Regions from separate parts of the Bombyx mori genome. Here region 2 is linked to region 1. The links are chromatin contacts, called in public Hi-C maps. All regions are on one chromosome and are shown on one strand. The core of a region is the stretch at or near the end of the contact, and the rest is flanking DNA. Distances in the headings are between cores, read along the strand shown. Region 1 holds the start of LOC101745540 (trafficking protein particle complex subunit 10). Region 2 overlaps LOC101737410 (katanin p60 ATPase-containing subunit A-like 1).

Region 1 (4,794 bases), core at 1,380-3,879:
ACGCTTGTAAGAACGATGCATCAAGTTATAATTATGTCATATGTAATTTTTATATTGTGCTTTAAAAATTTTGTAAAGTTCATAGAAAGTCCAGTAATGTGATGACAGAGAATATTTTTTTAAATTTAATACCTTATGCCAAATTAATACATGTAGATAATTAGGAAAAGATAATTTCAAAACATGATATGAATACTGTAACTGTTTTATAAAAAAATACTGTCATGCAAACAATCAAGATACAGCACATACATTGACTCCAACTGTGTGTAGATACTTTCATATTGTGATTGCGTCACATGCTTTTAGAAAATTGACAACATACTGGTGTGTGCCAAATTCTGAATCACTGATTAAAGAGCACACAATTTTATTTCACTATGCAGTCTTTTTATGATTTAGATAAATAGATTTTTTTATTATATTATTTATTTAACATTATTATCAATAAATTTTTCTTACCTCCCAAGGTTTAAATGTTAGTAATAACATGGCACTTTGTCTTTGAAACAGATAACTTCTAAAATCCAACAAAGAAGCTCTCTTCTTAATTATCAGTTCTCTCAAGTGCTGAGGAACGAGAGTGGTCAGTCTCACAGCTTGCCACGAACTTACTGGCTGTCTAAATGTGTCGAGCCATTTCGGACTCTCTGCTATATTTGAGTTGAGTACAAATTGCGAAAACAGAGCATCTAATTCATCATACTGAACCAGTGCTTCATCATATAATCCTAACATTTCTAGCACAAATGCTAGTTGTTCCTGTAAAGAGGATTGAACCTTAATAAAAAAAAAACTTTAAGATATTTAATTTTAAGATATTATATAAAAAAACTTTAAGATATTATAAGCTTTAAGATTAATAATGTAATTAATAATTTTAATGTCGCGGATCATCTCCCAATTAAATTAATCATAAGCAATGAATGAAATGTATTCAAATCTTAGCTGTATATTTTTTTTATTTTTGATGTTAATGCACTGTCGATTGCACCTATAATTGAGGTGACATCTGCCATGAACTTTTGTCAATTTGTCAATGTTTTGTATTGATGATCACTTTGTTGGTGCAACTTAATAAATAAATAAATAAATAAATAAATTATATCTATAAACCTAGACCAGGTCACTGATGATAAAGTAACTAATATATCATAATAGCAAATAATTTTTACTCATCATCAATGCTACAGTTAAAAACATATTTTAGACACTAGAAACACACTTCATTATCTATTATTAATTCTATTGACTCTTATGAAAATTTAACATATTAATGATGAAGAATTACATATATATGCCCTGACAAGTTGGCAAATTGTACTGACCTGTAAAATGAAATATTTACAAAAATCCCAATCTGAATCATTCCGTTTTTCTCTCTGCTCTCTCATATACTCTTCAAATTTAATCAATGCCTTATTATAAGCAACAAGAATAAAGTGTCTCATCTTTGCCACCAAAGCTCTCCATGATTCAGCACTTCTAGCCTCTGATTTTATAGGATTTATTACTGATATAAATCTATCTTCATTCTGCTTTACTGCAAAATCTCCTTTTATTTTATCCAAAACTGTTGTTCTCGGTAAAAGTTTGTTTGCTTTCCTTATATCATAAGTTTCTACTTGGACAATCATCCAATCTGTTACATTTGCTTTTTCTAATTGTTTCAACCATGTTTCTATTTCTTCTCGCAGTGTTGTCTTATAATACTCAATGTCCTACAAAAGTTGTAATGTAAATTTTTTATGTATTGGTTGATAATATGATTATTGAATTACCTATTGATCTTAATTTCCTTTTTTTTTTGAGATATACACATCCAATTTACTTTTACTCTAATCAGTTCTCATACATTTAGATATTGAATAATAAAAAATATTGCATGTCAACTATGTTAATTGTTTCTGTTAGCAAAATTATTATGTAATTATTATTTAACATGATTTTATTATCATGAAAATGAATTTTCATATAAATGTATAAAATTATATACTAACCACACAATCAGTCCAATAAACTTGAAGTATTGGGCGTTTTAACAAATTCAATTCTGATTGAAGTTTTTCTTTATTGTATTTTATGAATGAAGCTTCCAAGTAAACAGACTTTGTTGCACGACCGTATGATCTTCTCCACTCACAAGAGTCCTGAGGGATAGCAGCAACGAGCGGCGCTTCTAACGTACAGAACAAATTCCAATCTCCCGCGCCTAATATTCAAAACATTAATTTAATTTTTATTTTAAATTTGTTACTGTCTAGTACGTATGCCATACGGTACTTACATGTAACGATAGGTTTATTGATCATTCCCTCCCTATCAGCTGGTAAACTACCAACACCCTTCATTTTTCATCCAGTTAATATCATCTGCGAAACTTGTCGATTTTGCGGGCATGACACAAATAACATTCCAATAATTACGAACGGAAACCACCCACTTTACTGACACACACTAAATTGACGTATTTGGTTTTTGTTATTTATAAAGTACGCAATGTATGTATGGTTTTAAACTAAATTTTACGTAAATGAAGGTATTTTTATAAGTTTTTGTTAGATTCGTTGAAACTAAAATTGAGAATTTGACAAAAACTGCTGTCATCGCCCAACTCGACAGATGTGTGACGTTTCGTTCCTTCGTTAGAAGTAATAGTGTTCTGTGTTTCGTTCTCAATAAGTTGGAATCACTGTTGGAACTTTCATAAATTACAATGAAGCAACTTAATCAAAGTCATTAGAATTTAAATTCTGCAAACGCACATAAAAGTTTAAGCTTTGTTAACATTATTATATGTGAACTTAGTTTATATTTAAACTTTAAAAACTAATTAATCACTAGATTATCAAAGCTGAAGCTACATATTTTACGTGACTAATTAGTAGAAAGAAAAAGTGAAAATTTTATGATCCTAGAAATGAAAATTGAGCCTACACTCCTTGTTCGCGAGAAACTTTTTATTACTATTTAAGTTGCAGTAGAGTAGACTGACAAGGACTGCTTTTAAATTTCGTTTGAAGAAACTTTTGAAGTCAGATTGAGTCCTAAGTGTGCTTTTTATGACCTACCTAACGAAATTGTTGACAAAGATGAGGTCCCATGGCAAACTTTGCATAGGTCTGCGCTAAAAAGATATAACAGATTGGAAATCAAGAAGATTTAAGGAAAAAACTTAAGAAAATTTGTGAATGATATGATAATAAATTCCATAAATTGAGCCATATGATATGTAATCTGTTACTCTGTTACGTGAATTTGACGTGGGAACTACAGATTGTAAAGGCTTCTGTTAATTTAATGTGAGAGGCTGTAGTGCGATTAGTGGGAATGATTTATTTCTCATTAAAGTATTGTATCGGGAGTTATGTATCGGACGCTAGGAATATTTTTCAGATTAGTTCGCAGATACTAATTCCGAACAAAAACATTCGGACCGCCGCGCCTGTTTACCCAGCAATTTTACCCACTCGGTGCAATGTAAAATACTTCCAAAGTATCATACGCTATTGAAATTTATCTGTTACGATTTCCGGTGCTTTGCATGCGACAACTCTAAATTAGTGCCAAGCTTATATTTAATGATTGAATGTTTATAAGTGTGCCCAATATATTTTTTTATCTCGTCTATGAGTTTTGGTTGTTTTAGTTATTTGCCTTTGCCTATCTAGGTGAATGAAAAATATCCAAAAGTTTATGATTATTCAAAATGTCGCTTTCTGTTTTGGTATCATGTCGCATTATAAAAAATTAGAAAAATTATTCAGCAATCAATGAATTACGACTTATTAATAGTCTGCTTTTGAAAATTTAAAAGGAAGGATATACCATAAGAAGTTTCAGGTAATCTTAAATTTATAATATTTCAAGTTCATGATCACGGTGCGAGTTAAACAGCTAATAATTCGATTTTGGAACTGTATTTTGAGTTAATCTTATTTTAATTGATGCATAAAATTATTGGGCCATATATGTATACCTTAGGTAATTTAGTTAAGTATCTAAACACTTAAAGTTAAAAGTAGCTTCATAAATGAAGTAAAAAAAGCTCAAGTTCTTAGAATTCCTTTGATATTGGATGCCTCATTATAGTGTAATTACTTTAAAGTTATCACTAACGTGTATTGATTTAATACTTATGTGAAAATTCGTGAACTACTTTGGTGTGAAACTAAACCATTCCATTACACCTGAGTAAATAGCAGTTTTTTAAAAATGTTATTTGAACTTAATTTGTGTGTATTAATGTAGCAAATTCTACTAAATTAAAATAACCTAAACATATTATTTATTATGTTAAATTATTTACATTATATTCTTTTATAAATATTTCTTTTAAAAAGATAGATGCATTGTACAATAAATAAACCAACAATTTAATGCATAAATAATGTATACATACATATATCTATAAATAATGTATAAGGTATATAACAAATAAAACCATGTTAGGAAACAGAATAACATGGTTTTATGTCTATTGTCTTCATTGTAGCCATGAATACGACAGCACCAACATCGGCAGATGCATGCCTCAGCATTGTGCATTCACTGATGTGCCACCGTCAAGGTGGTGAGAGCGAAGGATTTTCTAAACGAGCCATTGAATCTCTGGTCAAGAAGTTGAAAGAAAAACGAGATGAGCTTGACTCTTTGATCACAGCTATAACTACAAATGGTGCACATCCTAGTAAATGTGTTACTATACAGAGGACTTTAGATGGGAGATTACAGGTAGTTTATAAATTTATGTCATCATTTAAAATCAATTTTACAATTTTCATGGTCATTAGC
Region 2 (4,794 bases), core at 1,191-3,690, 68 kb before region 1:
TAGAACCAGGCTTTCCTCTGAACCCTCGACTAGAATCGAAAGGCAGGTAGCAGAGTCAAGATTCGTCAATACTGAGGGTCGTGACCATCTCCTCGCAACAAGATACTATTTTGGATCATTCTACGCCATTTGCTCCTATCTGCCGCCAAGTTTACAGCATCGTGAATTGTGGTGTCGAGAGTAGTGCGAATCTGGTGAGCCCAATGTATCGGGCTTTTATCTCGTGGTCTTCATCCGTCCAATTTGCCAGTCACCATTAGCTTCTCCAATTAGCCGTCATCCTTTCTAGAAATGTGGCCAAAGTATTCCAGAACTCTACGTAGGCAGATGGTAGAAAGCCTGTTACTAAACTCCTTAAAGAATTAATTAGGTTAACTATTAACTCACCCAACATATCGACTAAGTCCCCATCTGCGGCACTGGGAGGCTCAAACTTCCGTTCCTCGTCCTTGTGCTTCTCGTCATCTGTATCGCCATTGTTATTGTCTCTGTCCTGCTTCTCCTTGCCAGAGCTATGCTCTTTGTTACTACTATTGTCTTTCGTTTTAGCTGCCAAACAAAGATTTACCGAAAACTGAGCTAAAAATTATTGAATGAGTTGAATTGAACCAAAAACAGCTGGTTAACAGGAAATTAGGCCATAAAAAAATCTATAGTCCTTTTTGCATGTGAGCATTTTCAAGTTTATCGGACGCATTGAGGTTAGTGAAAATTAGACGATGATAGATATGCATTGGAGACATAACATCAATGGGATGATCTTCCACCGAGCGACCGACCATCACCGACTTGTATATATGCAAGCTTATCTTGAAGATGTCGTTAGCGAAATTCATACATCTGTTAAATATCTGATCAATCTAATAATAAATAAGTAGTCATGGGAAAAATCAAAATCTTATGGACGGAAATTAGGTGCATGATATACATATGTAGTCGAATACGTTTTAAATACCCACACATATATAGATATTTAACACCCAAAGAGCCAACCATATTCGTCATTTAGATGTGGACATGTCGGTGGCGTTAAAAGGGGCGTTATAAATTCTTATTCTTTGCCTCCACCTTATCCCACTACAATTATTCCATTCTTTTGTATCAGCCGTCATCTCAATACTCACTCCTCTCACTCTCATATTCACACACTCCATCCATGTCTTCTTCCTTCCTACCTTGCACCTAAATTAAAAAACACAAACGGCCAACTACGCACCACTATGTGCCTTGTTGGCGGCTATCCTAGGATTCCTGACGTCGGAGGTCTTCCGTTGCGAGGTTGTAGCGTTCCTGGGGGCGGGCGTTGTCTTCTTGATGTCAGTGCGGGGGTTGCGCGAGTTGTTTCGCGCCGACTTCATGGCGGGCGGACCTCTGTGGAACGAATCTACGTATCAAAATCCTACCTAATGCTTTCGTGGCGGGTTTTTGACGACCAAAAGTTTTTATTTTTTTTATTGCTTAGTTGGGTGGACGAGCCCACAGTCTACCTGGTGTTAAGTGGTTACTGGAGCCCATAGACATCTACAGCGTAAATGCGCCACCCACCTTGAGATGTAAGTTCTAAATTCTCTGTTTAGTTACAACGGCTGCCGTACCCTTCAAGCCGAAACGCATTGCTGCTTCACGGCAGAAATAGGCGGGGTGGTGGTACCTACCCGTGCGGACTCACAAGAGGTCCAAAAAAAAGCCAAAAAAAAAAACTCCAGTTTTGTTTTCTTTATACCTAGAATAGAACTTAAAATTAATATTTTTATAATAAGGAACTTCGTTCTTATCCGGTGTCCTACGACACCACACATCTTTTTATATTGGACGTTGAGCTTAGGTCAGCTGGAAGGTAAGCTATGAGATTTTCTAGTCGGACTTACTTATGCTCAACATTGGTGGGAGGTGGCCACGCGTTCGGATCTCTGTCAGGTGGCGGGGGCCAGATATCTGGATCCAGTTCATGGGGAGCCGGCGCCCACATGTCTCTCGTGGGAAGGTCTTCGTAATCTGAAAATTTGAAACATTCGCCCCGCCTTAGTAAGTAGACTTAGTTAATTCAAACTGTAAGGCGCTGTAAATGTATATTGATACACCTCATCCTATCCGTATACGTGTAGATAGATATAAATATATCTGTAGTCTAAACATTTAAAAATTTTCGTTATTGTTTAAGATATAGGTAATCGTATATTTCTAAGAGTATTCTGTATTTGATTCATATTGAAACATTATCTTTTATTATAAACTACAATGAATGCGACGACTCTTGAAAACCGCAACTGTATTAATACATTTTGCGAAATTATTCCGGCATGAGGCGTATTTTAAGTCCGCCAGGGCAGGTAATGCAATCCTGCATTTTTCTGTCGCATAGCACAAGCTTGCATTCGAGTCTGTGATGTTGTGAACGCCGTTGTATTTTACAATTACTGATTACGAATACACGATAAACGCTCGCGTTGTGTGCAATAGAATATCCATTATTTCCAATGTAATTGATAATTCAGTCGCGTGTGTCCAGATGAGCGGACATCATCGAATATGGACTCTATTAACCTTTCGACTGCCGTGTAGGTCACCGGTGCCCTACGCAGCGCACTCAAGCAATTATGTCGTCTTCTGTTAATAAGGCGCCGGAATATCTACTAGACTCTGGGAGTGACTAATCCGAAGATACTGAGAATGAATGTATTTCTAAGTGACCTAAAAGACTGAAGACATACAGTAACAAACAAAAGAAAAGCCGAAATATTCGTTCATCTCACAATCTTCTTCTTCGCTGTCCTCCACATAGTTCTGACTTTTTACATTCTTCTTTCACTATTCAGTCTATTCTTCTATGGAATGCGCTCCCACTCAAAATAAGGTCGGCCACTACACGTGAAGCCTTTAAGACGAGGGTTCGAGAGCTGTTTTTCTCAGAGTGTTAGCAGAGTCATTTCATTGATAATATTTATTTATATATATTTTTATATGTATATATTTATGTATATGTATTTATTTAAGTACGAGTATTTGTATCTATAAATATTATGTATGTTATATATACACATATGTTTAAGTAATATCACTATCACATTACACCTACCAAGGTTCATCTAAGGTAGACTGTCAGAGAATGCCTATGGCATTAAGTCCGCCTTTATACTGTCTAGTATATAAAGTTATAACTAAATAAAAGGAAAGTTAGGCAATCCAGGCGCTTTAGTAAGACAGAAATCGACAGTGCACCGCATGTATTTATTTATTTATTTATACTTTATGCATAAAACAAAACTTGTACACAGGCCGATTGAATGCCATGGGCATTCTCTTCAAGTCGACCATAGGGTGGTGCAGAGATAATGCATGGTAGGTGCATTAACAAAAGAATAACAAACAACAACAACATTACAAAAAAAAAGAACAAACTCAAAACAAAAAACTTCCTTAAAATAACATTTCAGTTTTATAGAATACACATAATATTGTGTGTAATGTACGTGTCGTGTATATATTTTTTATTGTACAATTCTCGACTTTACATTCCTGAAATAGACAGAGACTTGATCTCTTGCTACTCGATTTCTGAAGTTGTCGCGAACTACTTTTACTTTGGATATTAATCCAAATAACAATATTGAAATAAAACCTCCCGGGACAAATAATATTGCCGATAAGTGAAATAAAAAAAAAAGTCGGTTTGTTGAAATAATGTTATATATTTTTAGTCCAACAATAATATTATGTTAGATAGATAAAATATTTGAAAATTTATAAAAAAGGCGCCAAAGTGGTGAGTGAGTGAAAAATGCACAGATAATATAAAATATGCGCAAATGCGTTTCGTTTCACCCTGTGAACATTTGAATCTTCTAAATCTTTTATTTTCATATTATTTGTTTATTTATTATTTACTGTACAGTGGGATACAAACATATCTAAAAACCACATGATAAAAAGAAATAAACACTACTGATCTTACAAACAAGCTAACGATACGTGGTTAGTTTATAAGCTGTCGAAGTGGAAGCCAGCCAGGTGTACCAACGAAATTTCTTTATCATCATCATCATCATAATCGGTTGCTCTTGGCAGAGCAGTCGTGGTCATGTGGAATTCTTGCTTATTAAAGCCTTGACAGATGTTTTCCATCGTTTGCGAACCGAGGCCCGGTGCACACACTCGTTAAGTGGGGTTTCAGTGAGGCCTTTCACCTGATCAGTCCAGCGCATGGGGATTCGTCCACGAGATCTCTTACCATTGACCCTACCCTGAACAACAAGTTTCTCAATAGACTCTGCTGGCCGTCTATTTTATAATAATAATTTATAAGTAATATAATTCATAATTTCTTTATAACTTACTTAAAAACGTTGCAGAAGACCTTGTCAAAAACTTCTAAAGAATTTACAGGAGTTTTTGTCAAGCTCAGGTCTTAGCCGCACTAGTAGGTTCTTATTAAAATTTTGTTAGACAGAGAGAGGAACACGGAGAATGGAGGTAAGCGTAACGAGCATTGATACAGGACCTTTGGACCTTTAAACCTACATCAGAGTCGCAAGTCCCCTGGCAATCTTCGCATAAATTCCTCGCTCTGCAACACGACGGACCCGACACCACGGTTAAGGGATTGCCAAGAATTTCGTCTCTAAATGGATGATGGTTGAAAGAATTCAGGGTACGCCTGAAGTTTCCGCCAAGCCCGTAGACACCCCACAAAATGGAACGCGGCACTAATCTTGAGACATGAGGTTTGAATTTCAATTGTATAGTGTACAGAGGCTTTCCAAACCTTCTCCCTCAGATACAGCCCACTGAGTTTCT

Evidence for each region. Hi-C and Micro-C count contacts between places; a contact is called where the count stands out from the background.
Region 2: a Hi-C map of whole pupa shows a contact between it and region 1, with 5 times the contacts expected there. The contact joins the enhancer-like site here to the promoter of LOC101745540 in region 1. A contact is called at or near these places in 2 of 7 Hi-C or Micro-C datasets (middle silk gland and whole pupa).

Annotation. Positions count from the first base shown.
Region 1 is chr7:9,089,333-9,094,126 of ASM3026992v2, reverse strand. LOC101745540 (trafficking protein particle complex subunit 10) reads right to left here and starts at 2,629. Exons shown (of 16, transcript XM_012694890.4): 1 at 2,288-2,629; 2 at 2,001-2,212; 3 at 1,329-1,721; 4 at 463-762. The coding sequence starts at 2,351. It overlaps LOC101745398 (mothers against decapentaplegic homolog 4), which reads left to right and starts at 3,686. Exons shown (of 14, transcript XM_021351403.3): 1 at 3,686-3,843; 2 at 4,496-4,734. The coding sequence starts at 4,498.
Region 2 is chr7:9,157,612-9,162,405 of ASM3026992v2, reverse strand. It overlaps LOC101737410 (katanin p60 ATPase-containing subunit A-like 1), which reads right to left. Exons shown (of 10, transcript XM_038011985.2): 3 at 1,869-1,995; 4 at 1,217-1,371; 5 at 388-549. Among protein-coding and RNA genes, the nearest start is that of LOC101745976, 13 kb to the left of the region's middle. Within about 2 kb of position 2,440, at least 3 of the 8 cell types and tissues checked have open chromatin away from gene starts, as enhancers often do.